3 separate regions of the Mus musculus genome follow, and regions 2 and 3 are each linked to region 1. A link is a contact called in public HiChIP or PLAC-seq data. All regions are on one chromosome and are shown on one strand. The core of a region is the stretch at or near the end of the contact, and the rest is flanking DNA. Distances in the headings are between cores, read along the strand shown. Region 1 holds the start of Nasp (nuclear autoantigenic sperm protein (histone-binding)). Region 2 overlaps Mast2 (microtubule associated serine/threonine kinase 2). Region 3 overlaps Tesk2 (testis-specific kinase 2).

Region 1 (4,394 bases), core at 1,002-3,501:
AGAGGCAGGAGGATTTCTGAGTTTGAGGCCAGCATGGTCCACACAATGAGTTCTAGGACAGCCAGGGCTACACAGAGAAACCCTGTCTCTAAAAAAAAACAAAAACAAAAACAAAAAAAGGCTGAAGGTTGTGGTATACTCCTTTAATCCCAGCACTTGGGAGGCCAAGGCAGCCAGGACTACACAGAAAAACAAAAAACACAGTTTGGAAATCTGAGGAGATGCTAGGCATTCCCAAACTGTAAAGTACTGGAAGGAAAGGGATCCCCAACGTAATACAAGCAGCTGTTCAGAAAGCACCAGAAATGGAGTTTCTACCGAATTCCTAAACTTAATCTACTCTGGCCCTAAAAATATCAATGAAGAGGACCTAGGAAAGTGGAATCTGAGGGTAAAACTGCACTTTCCCAAATGGTTGAGTGGTTAGAGACCCACTGATTTTCAAGAACCCACTAGGAAAGGAACCAAAAGGTGATAGGGTAAACTGTACGGAGTGAAACGTCATCTAAAACATAAACCTATAGAAAAACCAATCAAATATCTCACAGACACCTTTACTTTTACCCAAGGCAAAACTTGGTTAAAAAAAAAAAAAATGCTCAAGGGACAGAAAAAAATAGAATCCAGGACCTAAAAAAGGCAAGGTAAACTGGAAAATCGAACCTGTATGGAAAATAACTTCTTTCCTCGAACTGATGAATGCTTCTGTGCATATGGGAGAGATCAAGTTAGATTAGCACTTTAAAGCTCTCAAATCAAGCATTCCTCCTTTGGGGTCCTTTCGCTTAGCAAACTCATCTAGCAAGTAAACACTAGACTGATAGCTACATACAGCCTTTACCGAAGACACTACGCAAGTAAAGTGTCCCTTGAAGCAACAAAATCCCCGTCCCACATACCGAAAACCTAACGAATCAAGACACTTCTCCGCAAAGGTTAAGAGTTACAAAGCTTCAGTCCCGTAGCCACCCTCAAGATTACTGTAAACCTGGTAGTGAGTATATAATAAAATTCATTGCGCCCCACCGACCCGGCAAAAGCAGCATCCACTCCAAACAATGGAGTTTTCCCGCCTCCTACAGGCCCCGCCCACTCCTAAGAGCCAAAACTACGACGATCAGCGTGCAAAGCCCCGCCCTCTGAGAGGCCCCACCCACCCGCGTCCCCTGTTCCAAGCCTCCATCCTCGTGTGGGTTTTTTTTTTTTTTTTTTTTTTTTGGCGCCAAATCTGTTGGCCAATTTCTCGGTACGTCTACAGACTCTCTACAGAGACGCACCCTAGGAGTGCGCGATCAGGAGGGGCTCAAGGACCGACTGGAGCCGGGCCCCGCCTACCTACCGGCAACCTCGGGCAAGGGGTGGAAAAAAGGGGCCGGCGATGGAGCCAGCCACCGCTGCCCCCGGCAAGATGGCGGCCGTGAAAAGCCGGGCAGGGGGCGCCAGCCACCCGCCGTTACCGCTGGCGCGCCAGCTCTTCGCAAGTAGGGCTTCTCCACAGAGCAACCCTCTCCGCACGGCCGCCGTTGTTCCGGGGAAGGCAGCTGTCCCACCCACCAGCCCGTCCCGCCCGGGAAGCCAAGTCCCCGGACTCTCCCTGAGGACTGGCCTCAAGCTCGCCACAGTCCCGCTTACTTGTCAGCGGAAACCAGCTCCGCGGCGATGGCAGCAGCGGCTGTAGACTCTGTGGCCATCGTTCCCCTGAGGTGGTGGGCCAGTGGGCAGAACACTGCCTGCGAAGAAAACCAGAGAATTCCGGACAGCAGAGACTCACTCAGGTAGAGAAAATGGCAGATTGGAGACCCCGCGCGGTTGAGGCCCTCTTATATACCAGGTCCCTTGTCCCGCCCATCCACTTCCGGATCCTCCCCCCTCGGATTTAAAGGACTAGGACTCAACACCTTTCTGTCACAAGGACACAGCCCTGTATCCCTTCCCGTTTGGGTATCTTCCCGCCCTAGCCCGTTTTTCCTTAAAAAAAGAAAAAAAGAAAAAGAAAGTAAGATAGAAAGGAAAAAGAAAACAAAAATCAAACAATTTCCTGCTTCTGTGGCTAGTCGTGATAGAAGCAAAATCTCAGTACTACAACTTCTGAATGGGAGCCAGCCTAGAGATTCCACAATTAAGTGGAGCCAGTGAGTCTCTGCGACTGTGGAAAAAGTAGTCCCGAAGGTGTCTTTCTGACGGGGATACCCGAGAAGGTGACAGGTATTCCCTATGTCCTCTCAGTCTTAACGGATGGAAACGCAAGAGCTGAGCACGAGTACAGCAGCAACGGCTAGAACTGACCAGACAGACGCGTGGCTCTGGGCCTCAGCAACTACTGACGAAACAAGATGCTGCTCTAGGATTGGCTACAGATAAAACTATCGCGCTTGATTCAAAACTCTTAGAGGGGCAAAGGGATGCGGGTGTTTAGATCCACCGCCTTTGACTGATCCAATCCGTTGCTGCCATCATCTTACTTTACCCACGTCCAAGTTGTTAAGTTAAATCCTGTACTTAAAACACTTTAAATATTTTAGCTGTCTCTCTTTTTTTTTCTTTCATATATATTAGGTAGGGACTTACAGTCTATCCCTGGCTAGCCTGAAACTTGCTATTTAGACCCACTGATCTCTAACCCACAGACATCTGCCTGCCTGTGATTGCGAGGGCTGGGATTACAGGTGAGCAGCACCACACACGCCTTCTTTTACAACCTTTTGTAACTCCAGTTCAAGGGCATTCAATCAATGCCTTCCTGTGACCACCAGAGCCACTAGGCACACACATGGTACACATTTATGTATGCAGATACACTCATACACATTAAATAAAAGTAAATGTGGCTGGAAAATTCGCTAGGAGGTTAGGAGCACTTGTTATTCTTGCAAAGGATCCTGTTTCAATTCCCAGCACCCACAAGGCGCCTCACCACTTCGTTAAGCTCCAGGCATGCATATGGTGCACAGACATGGATGTAGGTAAAGCATTTATTCACACAAAATGAAAAAAAAAAAAAAGAACTAAAAATGGATAAATAGAAATAAGTGGGTTCCTTTAAAAAATAACTTGGGGGGGGCTGGTGAGATGGCTCAGTGGGTAAGAGCACCCGACTGCTCTTCCAAAGGTCTGAAGTTCAAATCCCAGCAACCACATGGTGGCTCACAACCATCTGTAACAAGATCTGACGCCCTCTTCTGGAGTGTCTGAAGACAGCTACAGTGTACTTACATATAATAAATAAATAAATCTTAAAAAAAAAATAACTTGGGTATGATGGCACACACCTTTATAATTTATTTAGTTGTATTTCATGTACATTGGTATCTTGTCTGCATGTATGTCTGTGTAAGGGTGTCTGAACCCTTGGAACAAGAACTACAGATAGTTTGTTCCTCTCCAAGAATAGCCAGTGCTCTTTAACCGGTGAGCCATCTCTCCAGTCCTAGCACACACCTTTAATCTCAGCACTCAGGAGGCAGACTGGTCTCCCTGGATTTGAACCCAGAATGTTTTACAGAGCTAGTTCTAAGACAGCACACCTGTTTCAGCACTCCAAAGGCAGAAGCTGTTGAGGCAACCTAATCTATGTAAGGAATTCCAACACAGCCAAGGCTTCATAGTGAGATCTTGTTTCCAAAAAAAAAAAAAAATTTTGTCCGGCAGTGGTGGCACATGCCTTTAGTCCCAGCACTTGGGAGTTCGAAGCCAGCCTGGTCTACAGAGTGAGTTCCAGGACAGCCAGGGCCACACAGAGAAACCCCTGTCTCAGAAAAACAAAACAAAACAACAACAACAAAAAAAAACCCACAAACTTTGATCTTTTAAATTATGTATACAAATATAGATTTGTGATTGTGAGTTGAAATAGAGGTAAGAGAAATTGATTCCCCTAGAGCTGGGATTACAGGTAGTTGTGAACCTTTAGATATAAGTGCTAGGAACCAAACTCCAGTCCTTCGGAAGTTACAAGTGTTCTTAACTGATGACCCACCTTTCCAGCAACTGGTGTTACATGTTTTAGTTAACTGCCAGATCTTTAATTTTCCTTTGAGATTTGTTTGTTTGTTAATGTTAAATAGGATGAGATATTTGAGTCACGAATTTAACAAAAAATTAAGGCAGGGCAGTGGTGGCACATGCCTTTAGTCCTAGTATTTGGGAGACAGGAGGATCATTGAGTTCAAGGCCAGCCTAGTCTAAAGAGCAAGTTCCTGGGGGCTGGTGAGATGGCTCAGTGGCTAAGAGCACCCGACTGCTCCTCCGAAGGTCCGGAGTTCAAATCCCAGCAACCACATGGTGGCTCACAACCATCCGTAAGGAGATCTGACTCCCTCTTCTGGAGTGTTTGAAGACAGCTACAGTGTACTTACATATAATTAATTAATAAATAAATAAATAAATAAATAAAT
Region 2 (4,394 bases), core at 1,065-3,564, 180 kb before region 1:
CATGCACAAATCCCTGTATTCTATCCCCAACAATTCATAAACAGGGAGCAGTGGTAGCACACACCTGTAATTTTAGTATTAGAGAAGTAAAAGCAGAATTAGAAGTTCCAGGTTATCTTCAGTTACAAAGCCCATCCTATCCTCTCCAAAAAGGGCAAGGAGGAGCCAGAGAATGGTGGTGCAGTGATTAAGAGCTCTAGCTCATCTTCCAGAGGACCTAGGTTCAAATGGATCAACCATTTGGCAACTCACAACTGCTCCAGAAGTATTCAATGCCCTTCTGTAGCCACTGTATGAATGTGGTACACATACATACATGCAGGTAAAACATCCCTTATTATAAAATAAAAACAAATAAAACCTCAAGTATATATTTTTTAATTAACAGGCCAAAAAAAAAAAAAACCAGAAAAAAAAAATCAGAGGAAAAAAAAATGTAATGTCGTGCTTTAAACCCAGCACTTGGGAGGCAGAGGCAGGTGGATTTCTGAGTCTGAAGACAGCCTGGTCTACAAAGTGAGTTCCAGGACAGCCAGGGCTACACAGAGAAACCCTGTCTGGAAGAAAAAGAAAATGTCATAAGGCAGGGCATAACATGATAGACCTTTAATGCAGTACTCAGGAAGCAGAAGCAGACAGGTCTCTGAGAGTTTCAGGTTAGGCTAGTCTACAGTGTGTTCCAAGCCTGTCAGGGCTACAATGTGAGATCCTGTCTCAAAAAACCAAAAACCAAAAAACAACCCAGCTTTTAAATACACTTGGTAAAATAATACTTCTATGTGCAATTACAAATATTCTTAAAACAAGTAAAAATGTTAAGCCCTTATCAAAGAAATTAAAAATAAAAATATCTTTTAAAAGCCAAAAGGAACCAGGTGTAGTGGTACATGCCTTTAATCCCAGCAGGCAGGAGGCAGAGGTAGACAGTGGGTTTGAGGTCAGCCTGGTCTACATAGTGCAGAGGTTCTCAACCTTCCTAATGCAGCTAGCTCTTCATGTTGTGGCCACCCTCAACCATAAAATTATTTTAGTTGCTACTTTATAACTGTTATGTTGCTGTTACAAATTGTAGTGTAAATATCTTGTGTTTTCTGTTGGTCTTTGGCAACAGCTGTGAATGGGTCCTTCAACCACAGGTTGAGAACCTCTGACATAGTAACTTCCTAGACAGCCAAAGCAACATGAGCCTATGGGAGATGAAGGGATAGAGACTTTTAGAACTGGATAAAAGAAAAGAAACTGAATTAGAACACAGAATAGAAACCAAACAAATAAAAAGCCAGGCTCCAAAATTACAAACACAACATTAGTTAGGTAGGAAGGGACAGGAACAGAGACAGGTGGATCCATGAGGTTCACTGGCCATCTTCTCTGTCAAATCAAGCTTAGGGTTCAGTGAGTGACCCTGTCTCAAAAAATAAAGGTCAAAACTGATAAGAGGCAGCTAACATCTATCTCTGACCTCACAATACACCTACACCAGCTAGTACATACACTGCACAAACACAACACAACAAATATATTCCCAAATGAAAATTTTAAATATTTATGATATAAAGCATAAATCAGAACTATAAAATTCATAAATGGAAAAAGAAAGCTCAAGAAAAACTTATAGAGAAAAATGCAATCTAAGAAATTAAGTAATATAAAAAATTAATAAAACAGACAAAGCCTTATGAGATTTTTTTCCTATATATTGGGGAACTTATAATGTTTTTTTTTTAACATTTAAAGTTATGTGGTTAAATTCACTCTTTTTCTCACAGCATTAATACTTTTGTAAGCATAATATTTTTATAAACTATTGAGTAATTTCATACAATGCACTCTGATCACACTTGCTTTATAATCCTCCAAGGTCCACCAACCTACCTTACCCTTGAGCCCTCCCTGACCAAAAAAAAAAAACAAAACACCAGGTCCAATGTGTGTTGCCGGTATACTCATTGGAGCATGGTCAAACTCCCAGTGGCCAGCCCCTTAAAGATAAATGAGTCCTTTCCCACCCCCACCCCACCCCAATTAGAAGCCACCAACTGTGGAGAGCTACACCTCAGCATTTTAATCACAATTTTTCTAGACTTTCTTCAATAGTTTCCTGTCTGGACTGTTTCTTTAAGGGGACTTTTTAAAAAGAGGATTGTCACAGAAGCCTACAATGTCTCTCAGTTAGAAGCCTGCAACTGTCAATACCACTTCAAAAGAAGCTTCCTTGCCCATACAGCCTGTGGCAGCACAGATCATGGACTTCCCACATGGTTTCTGGTAGCAGCATGGACCACAGCCATCAAGATGGCTTCAGGCAGAAGCACAGAACCACAGACATCTACATGACCTCAGGTGGCAGCACTCAAAGCAAATCAACATGGTTTCTGTGAGAGCCCTGATCATAGACATCGACGTGGTCTCAGGCAGCAGTATTGACCACAAACATCAACATGACCCCAGGCAGCAGCATGGACCAAGGACAGCAGCATGGAGATCTTTTGATTAGAAGAGGCGTAATCCAGAAAATGAACCATTCATTCTTCAGCTCAGATTCCTTGTTACTCAGAGCCAAGGTAATTGTGTGGATGGGCAGCGAGTACAGGGGCAGAACCTGTTCGAGCTCCAAGCTGCTGTACACCACTCTGCCCTACTTGGCAATAACATGCTCCTTGGTCTACTGGCTACACTCCCATATCTGTCACCTCTCTCTGCCACAAATACCTGTGCCGCTCCCCAACCAACACTCCATCATCTTCCCATCTCTATCACACCTTCACTTACTGAAGTGGCACTGCAAACTGCTGGATATCACACATTATATTTTTTTTGCCCAAGCAGCTTTACATGCAAATGCTTATTGCAATGAGTCATTGGTCTGCTTCAAGATTTCTAAAGTAACATTAAATTCTGGACTATCACTGAGACTCATCTTGGATATCCTGTTGTTGGCCAAAGTCAGGGTGATCTTGCAACAGGGCAATGCATTAAGGGGAAGAAGGCCACTACATACCTCCCTGCTCTCGGCATCAGCCACTACAGTGGGTCCCTGGGCAAGACCACTGTGCTTGCATCCTATGAGCTGTGTTGTGGGCCCTCACTCGTCAAACCCCAGCAGGACTAGCAGGCAAGTAAGCAACCAGGCAGCAACAGCAGTGGCCAGTGGTAGTGCAGGTCTCTCGGCAGGCAAGGACCACCAACTCTACTCCACCAGTGACATCCTCTTTTGTCCCCAGTAGCCGTCCATGTTCCTATCACCCATACCAGTCACCCACACAGCTGCTGCTATGTCTCTAGTTCTGCTTCTCTCTGACATCTTTTTCTCCATGAAGCCACTTTTTTCTTTTTATTTATTCTTCGTGAGTTTCATATCATGCACTCTTGTATCATCTCCCCATCCACTCATATCGGCCTTTCACTCTTGCAACCTCCCCCATAAAATAAAAAATACACACAAACAACAAAAACACAGAAAATCATCTCATCATGGAAGCTGTAGTAAGTCACGTGCCCCACAATATATCCCCCTGTCCACACATGGGGGCGGGGAGGCTCGTTTAAAAGCATCTTCCTATAAGACCTTTCTTTTCTCACTTGTTCTGGAGATACTACACACTCTGCAGGCTCATCCTCTACTGCTGCATCTCCCCTTCGAAGCCTCTGCGAGTCTCTTCAGGCTCCTCAGAGCAGCTCAGGGTGACCATCGTTTTCTTTTTTTTTTTAATCTTTATTAGGTATTTTCCTCATTTACATTTCCAATGCTATCCCAAAAGTCCCCCATACCCTCCCCCCCCACTCCTCTACCCACCCACTCCCACTTTTTGACCCTGGCATTCCCCTGTACTGGGGCATATAAGACCATCGTTTTCTTATTTAATTCACTCTTTTAAGATTTGTAGTGGTGGTGGTGGTGGTGTTTTGGTTCTTTCGAGGCAGGGTTTTGCCTATGCATATGTACGTGTACCACATGCATACCTAGTGTCCCCTAATGTCAAAGGAAAGCATTGGATCCCCTGGAATAAAAGTTAGAGGTTGTCATAATCCATCATGTGGGTACTGGGAATTGAACCCAGTTCCTAGGAAAGAGGAGCTAGTGTTCTTAACAATGGTGCTGTCACTCCAAACCTTCCTAACCACTGAGCTATCTCTTCAGCCCTAAGACAGTCATTTTTATTTCAAATTCAAACCTATTACACTACAAAGAATTCAAATCTAACTTCAAAGCCTGCTTTTTCTCCATACTGTTTCTAAATGATATAAAGAATTGTACGCAAGCAATAGAAAAAAAAGCAAAAAAAAGCAAAATGTTTTTAAAAACCCTGGGATGCAGCATGAACCACTACTGCTCTTGCAGAGGACTCAAGCTCCACTCCCAGCACCTATGCTGTATGGCCTACAGCTGTCCA
Region 3 (4,394 bases), core at 1,148-3,647, 150 kb after region 1:
GAGAAACCCTGTCTCCAAAAAACAAAAAAAAACAAAATACTTTAAAACTGCTTCAATTTATTTCATTTTTTTTATTCTTTGAGGATTTCATACAATGTATTTCGATCATAGTTACTTCTCAACATAGCTCCTCCCAGCTCCTCCCCCCATTTCTCTACACTTCTCAATCTCATGTCTTGTTTTTAGACCATTCATTGACTTTTACTTTATTTAGCATTGAATTTGACAAACTCTGCATTATTAAAAGTCAAGCAATAAAATTTGAGTTTATATAGAATCTGACAAGTTTATTTCTAGAGCACTATGGGGAAAAATATCAACTGAGAAAGAGATGTGATTGCCATATGCAGATAGTCCTGGCCAAGAGGGAACTAAACCTGCAGGTGAGGTTCCAGATGTGCTGTACACAGAAGTGCAGGTCACTCTCTCTGGGTGGGAGGGCTTTCACTTAGTGGGAAGGTTGGCAAGATGGCAGGAACTCAAAGGCATAATTAGAATGGTTTCTCATTTTCCAAACAGTAATGGAGACATTTAAATCATGGGACTAGGATAAGAACACCCTAACCAGAGTAGGCTCATTGAATAATTCTTGGTTAATATGTACAATTTTCAACAATTTATAATAACCATTTAATCCTAGACGTTGAGCCATTGCTAAAATACAGATTTACCAGGGCCACACCCTTCAAGAAAAACTGCCTGTTCTCCGCCAGAAGCCATCAACCTTCAGTAGTTCCTCAGTTAGGGGTGTGGGCTCAGGAGCCCCTCCTCCCTCCACATTATTAAAGTGTTAACTGGCTTGATCTGGTTCTTGGAGGCACCACAGTTTGTGTGACTGCTGGAGCAAAGCATTCCTGTTGTGTCTAAAAGACACTGGCTTGTTCCAGTTCTCATGGCTCTAGGCTCTTACAGTCTTTCCACCCTCTGTTCAGTGATGGTCCCCAAGCCTTGTGGTGTTGCAGACAGTGACAGCTTATTCATTTATTTTTAAATTGTTATTTTTGTTTCCTTGTTTATCCATGCCAGATAGGTTAGTTAGGATGCCCACAGAGCCCAAAAGAAGGCTGGATCCTTGGAGCTGGAGTTAGAGGCAGTTGTGATTCATCAGACATTGGTTCTGGGAACCAAATGAGTCCTCTGGGAGAGAGCAATTAGTGTTCTAAGAACTGAGTAATCTCTCTAGCCCCCGCTTCTATTTTACTTAAGTGCATTTAATTTTTTTATTCAACAGTTTATTGGTGAATTTATATAGGCAAAGAGGCTCAAACCTGTGATCTTAGTTCTTGGGAGCCTGAGGCTAATGGATTGTAATTATTTTGTTAGTAGCAAAGATATTCAAGGAGAGACACTTGTGCCCCTCCCTATGGTTTTAAGACTATTGAGGCACTGGGCCCCCAGGAATTTCTTGCTGTGAGAAGCAAATGGCAGAAGCTCTGTGCCATCGGATGAGGAACTGGTTTCCCAAGAGACTAGAGAGTTCTGACTTGTTAACCACCTGGCAGTAGAGACTGGAGCTGAGACATTGTGGGTCACCAGTGGGTATGACTGTGCCTTGGCCAGGACTGCATACCTTCTGCCTTCATTTCAACCTAAACCACATATTAGGACCAGAAGATGGACTTGAGGTGGTGGGAGTGGGGTGGCAAAGGAGGAAATGGTGTGTAGGGTCATTGAACCTCTTTGTTCCTCTTCCCAGCGTGGCCACTTTGAAGAAGTCTCTCTTCTTGGCTATTCACTGTTTTATTGAGGACTGGTGGTCAATCCTAGGTTATTGGAGCTGCTAGGGCCTGACCCTAACAGCTTTGATAACAGGATCACTATAGCCAGTCCTGGGTATGTAGTGAGTTCCAAGCAAGCCCAGGGCTGTAGAGCAAAACCCATTTTCCAAAACAAAATTTAAAGTCACATTGTTTATCTTTCTGGATCCTGTTAAATAGGCACCTCCGCTGCTTGCCTTGGGTTTGAAAGTTCAGAAATAATTGGTCTCTACCATTAGATTTTTACTGTGCTTAGCAGGAGTAGAAATATGTCCAAGATACAGAAATGGCACTAAATACGAGATAAGAGTATCAGGAAAAGGCCCCAGCCAGCTTGGAAGGACAAATAAAAATTGCACAAAGAGAAGGATATGGGAAAGCAGAGCAAGTTCAAACACTTATTCTGAATATGTTATGGGTTAGTAAAAGCTATTTTGTAGCCAGAGCTAGTGTCCTCTCTTTCTTGACTCCGATCAAGCCGGCTTTAGTGAATCTCCTGGAGCGGCCGTTGAACAGTGGCAAACAGGTCTCAGCGGATGTGCCCATGTATGCTTTCCCACTGGCTATGGATGCTCCAGCTGAGAACAGGAGGCTCCTTTGGAGCATAAGCCTCCCACAGGGCGCTCCTGGGGCGCCTGTCCTGGAATTACCCAAGCCAGTAACAAAGCTTTCTTTTCTTCTTTAAAGCAAGCCAGCGGGGTGGGATGTCTGCTAGCCTTTGTGCTGAGAGCTGACCAACAAGCATCCAGTGGCTAGCACAAAAGCATTGTTAGGCTACAGTGAAAAGTAGGCCGGCACTCAGGCCCCTCTCTTTAGAAGACCCATCCAAAGAGCAGGGGTCCAACAAGCCTGTATTTGGCTATTTTGACAGCAATACTAGTTTTTCATTTACTGCTGACACAGTAGGTCAGATAGGATCCTGGGCTGTCTTTCTGTTGCTGCTCTGAACGTCTCAGTCTGGAGATTCCTGAGTTGCCTTTGACTCTTTTTCCTTGGCTAACACGCCTATTCTCAGTCATAGTTGGGGGGCTGGGAGGGCCGGGGGCTGGAGATGCAGCTCCACACTGTCTCCCTTTGCATCCTGAGTTTCTTAATAAAAGATTATCAGGTGAAATCAGGATTCTTGACTTAACTTCAGAAAGGATTTTAGGAAGAGCCAGTATGAAGCAAAGTTGGAGTTTATTAAAAGGAGATCTTAGCATAGGCTTAAGCAAGGGGGAGGGGGGTGTTAATAGGGAGATAGGAGAAAGAAGGTTAGAGAATCACACTATTGTATTTACAATAGCCATATATACCATTTTGGTGGGTTCTGAAGTTGTATCCTCAAAGACTTGCTAAGGAATTGAGATTAGATCTCAGGGTGCCTCTTGGGGTGCTTTGGGTAGGATTTCAGTTGGTGAGATCATAGTGTGCTTGGGAAGTTAGGATGCTTTAGATGAGCTGATCCTGCTTATAAGCCATCTTTTGTTGTTGTTGTTGTCTGAGTCAGGATTCCTCTGTGTAGTCGCAGCTGTCCTGGGACTAGCTCTGTAGGCCAGGTTGGCCTTGAACTCAGAGAGATCCTCCTGCCTCTGCTTTCCAAGTGCTGGGCTTAAAGGTGTGCGCCACCCAGTTTAAAAGCCATCTTATAGTAAAGACAAACTAGGTTCATTCCTGTTTACCATTAAACCTGTTTCTCAGGGATTGGGCTATGTGTGCCCCACTAGTAACCTTAAGTACAAATGGTTCTGTACTGCCTGTTCCAGGAAATAGCCAACATGTCTTGTTTTAAAAAGTTTATAACCATCTTGGAATCCTATCTTTGTTTTAAAAGGTTGTTATGCCTACTTCACAATCATGTCTTTGTTTTGGGAGGTCGTTATGACTAACTTGTTAGGCTTGCGTTTTGCCCAGCTGTCCCCTATTTGGAAGCCCCTATCCCTGAGCTATAAAAATCTTGCCCTGCTGAGCTGGTGGTGGTACATGGCCTTTAATGGAAGCCCTTGTTGGGAAGCAGAGGCAGGCAGATGTCTGTGAGTTCCAGGCCAGCCTGGTCTACAGAGTGAGTGCCAGGCAATCCAATTATACACAGAGAGACCCTACGGTGAAAAACAAAACTAGCTAGCAAGCAAGCAAACTGCCCCCATCCCCCCACCCTCCCCCCAAAAAACCAAAAAACAACCAAACCAACTTTGTCTTCCTCTTGCCCTATGCTGGCCTATTGAAATCCACCTTAGGGGTGGCAGCCTGTGTACAGGAATAAAATAGCTTGCTTTAATTAATTTGGTCATAATGATTTGGGTCAGTGGTCTTTCTTCTTACATCTTTGGGATTAACGTTTTAATTGCAAACAAAAGGTGATGGCTTCATTTGTGAGATACCCAGAAAATATTTAGGAAAGGATTAAGGCTGTACTCAAAGTTATGTACCCTCAGGCCCTACAGCATGTTTATTGCCATTAACAGTCTTCTTTGAAACTGCCTCTAAATAAATGGAGTGTTATCTCTATGTTGGCAGTCTTCACAGCAAATCTTACTGTGGTGGGTTTTTGTTTTTTGTTTTTTGGTTTTTTTTTTTTTAGATTTATTTATTTTTTTTATTATATGTAAGTACACTGTAGCTGTCTTCAGACACTCCAGAAGAGGGAGTCAGATCTCA

What was found. HiChIP or PLAC-seq counts read pairs in DNA pulled down with a chosen protein or histone mark.
Region 2: an H3K4me3 HiChIP or PLAC-seq map of the SCID.adh cell line shows a contact between it and region 1, with 10 read pairs. The contact joins the enhancer-like site here to the promoter of Nasp in region 1. A contact is called at or near these places in 1 of 39 promoter capture datasets (pre-B cells), 1 of 484 Hi-C or Micro-C datasets (CD8 T cells), 3 of 115 datasets of contacts at active chromatin or transcription factors (the SCID.adh cell line, pancreatic cancer cells and trophoblast stem cells) and 3 of 9 other capture datasets (adipose tissue, liver and pancreatic islet).
Region 3: an H3K4me3 HiChIP or PLAC-seq map of embryonic stem cells shows a contact between it and region 1, with 8 times the contacts expected there. The contact joins the enhancer-like site here to the promoter of Nasp in region 1. A contact is called at or near these places in 2 of 39 promoter capture datasets (the 3T3-L1 cell line and macrophages), 1 of 15 datasets of contacts at CTCF or cohesin (the NIH/3T3 cell line), 6 of 484 Hi-C or Micro-C datasets (Kupffer cells, the N1E-115 cell line, embryonic fibroblasts and 3 more), 8 of 115 datasets of contacts at active chromatin or transcription factors (bone marrow-derived macrophages, embryonic midbrain, embryonic stem cells and 2 more) and 3 of 9 other capture datasets (adipose tissue, liver and pancreatic islet).

Annotation. Positions count from the first base shown.
Region 1 is chr4:116,625,700-116,630,093 of GRCm38.p6, forward strand. It overlaps Nasp (nuclear autoantigenic sperm protein (histone-binding)), which reads right to left and starts at 2,252. Exons shown (of 16, transcript NM_016777.3): 1 at 2,191-2,252; 2 at 1,633-1,730. The coding sequence starts at 1,691.
Region 2 is chr4:116,441,352-116,445,745 of GRCm38.p6, forward strand. All of the region lies in intron 1 of Mast2 (microtubule associated serine/threonine kinase 2), which reads right to left. Among named protein-coding and RNA genes, the nearest start is that of Mast2, 21 kb to the right of the region's middle. Within about 2 kb of position 2,315, at least 15 of the 459 cell types and tissues checked have an H3K27ac peak or open chromatin away from gene starts, as enhancers often do. A contact at or near this core is called in the SCID.adh cell line and pre-B cells, where this site is marked.
Region 3 is chr4:116,779,939-116,784,332 of GRCm38.p6, forward strand. The region is part of intron 4 of Tesk2 (testis-specific kinase 2); the gene reads left to right. Among named protein-coding and RNA genes, the nearest start is that of Toe1, 25 kb to the right of the region's middle. Within about 2 kb of position 2,398, at least 64 of the 459 cell types and tissues checked have an H3K27ac peak or open chromatin away from gene starts, as enhancers often do. A contact at or near this core is called in bone marrow-derived macrophages and embryonic stem cells, where this site is marked.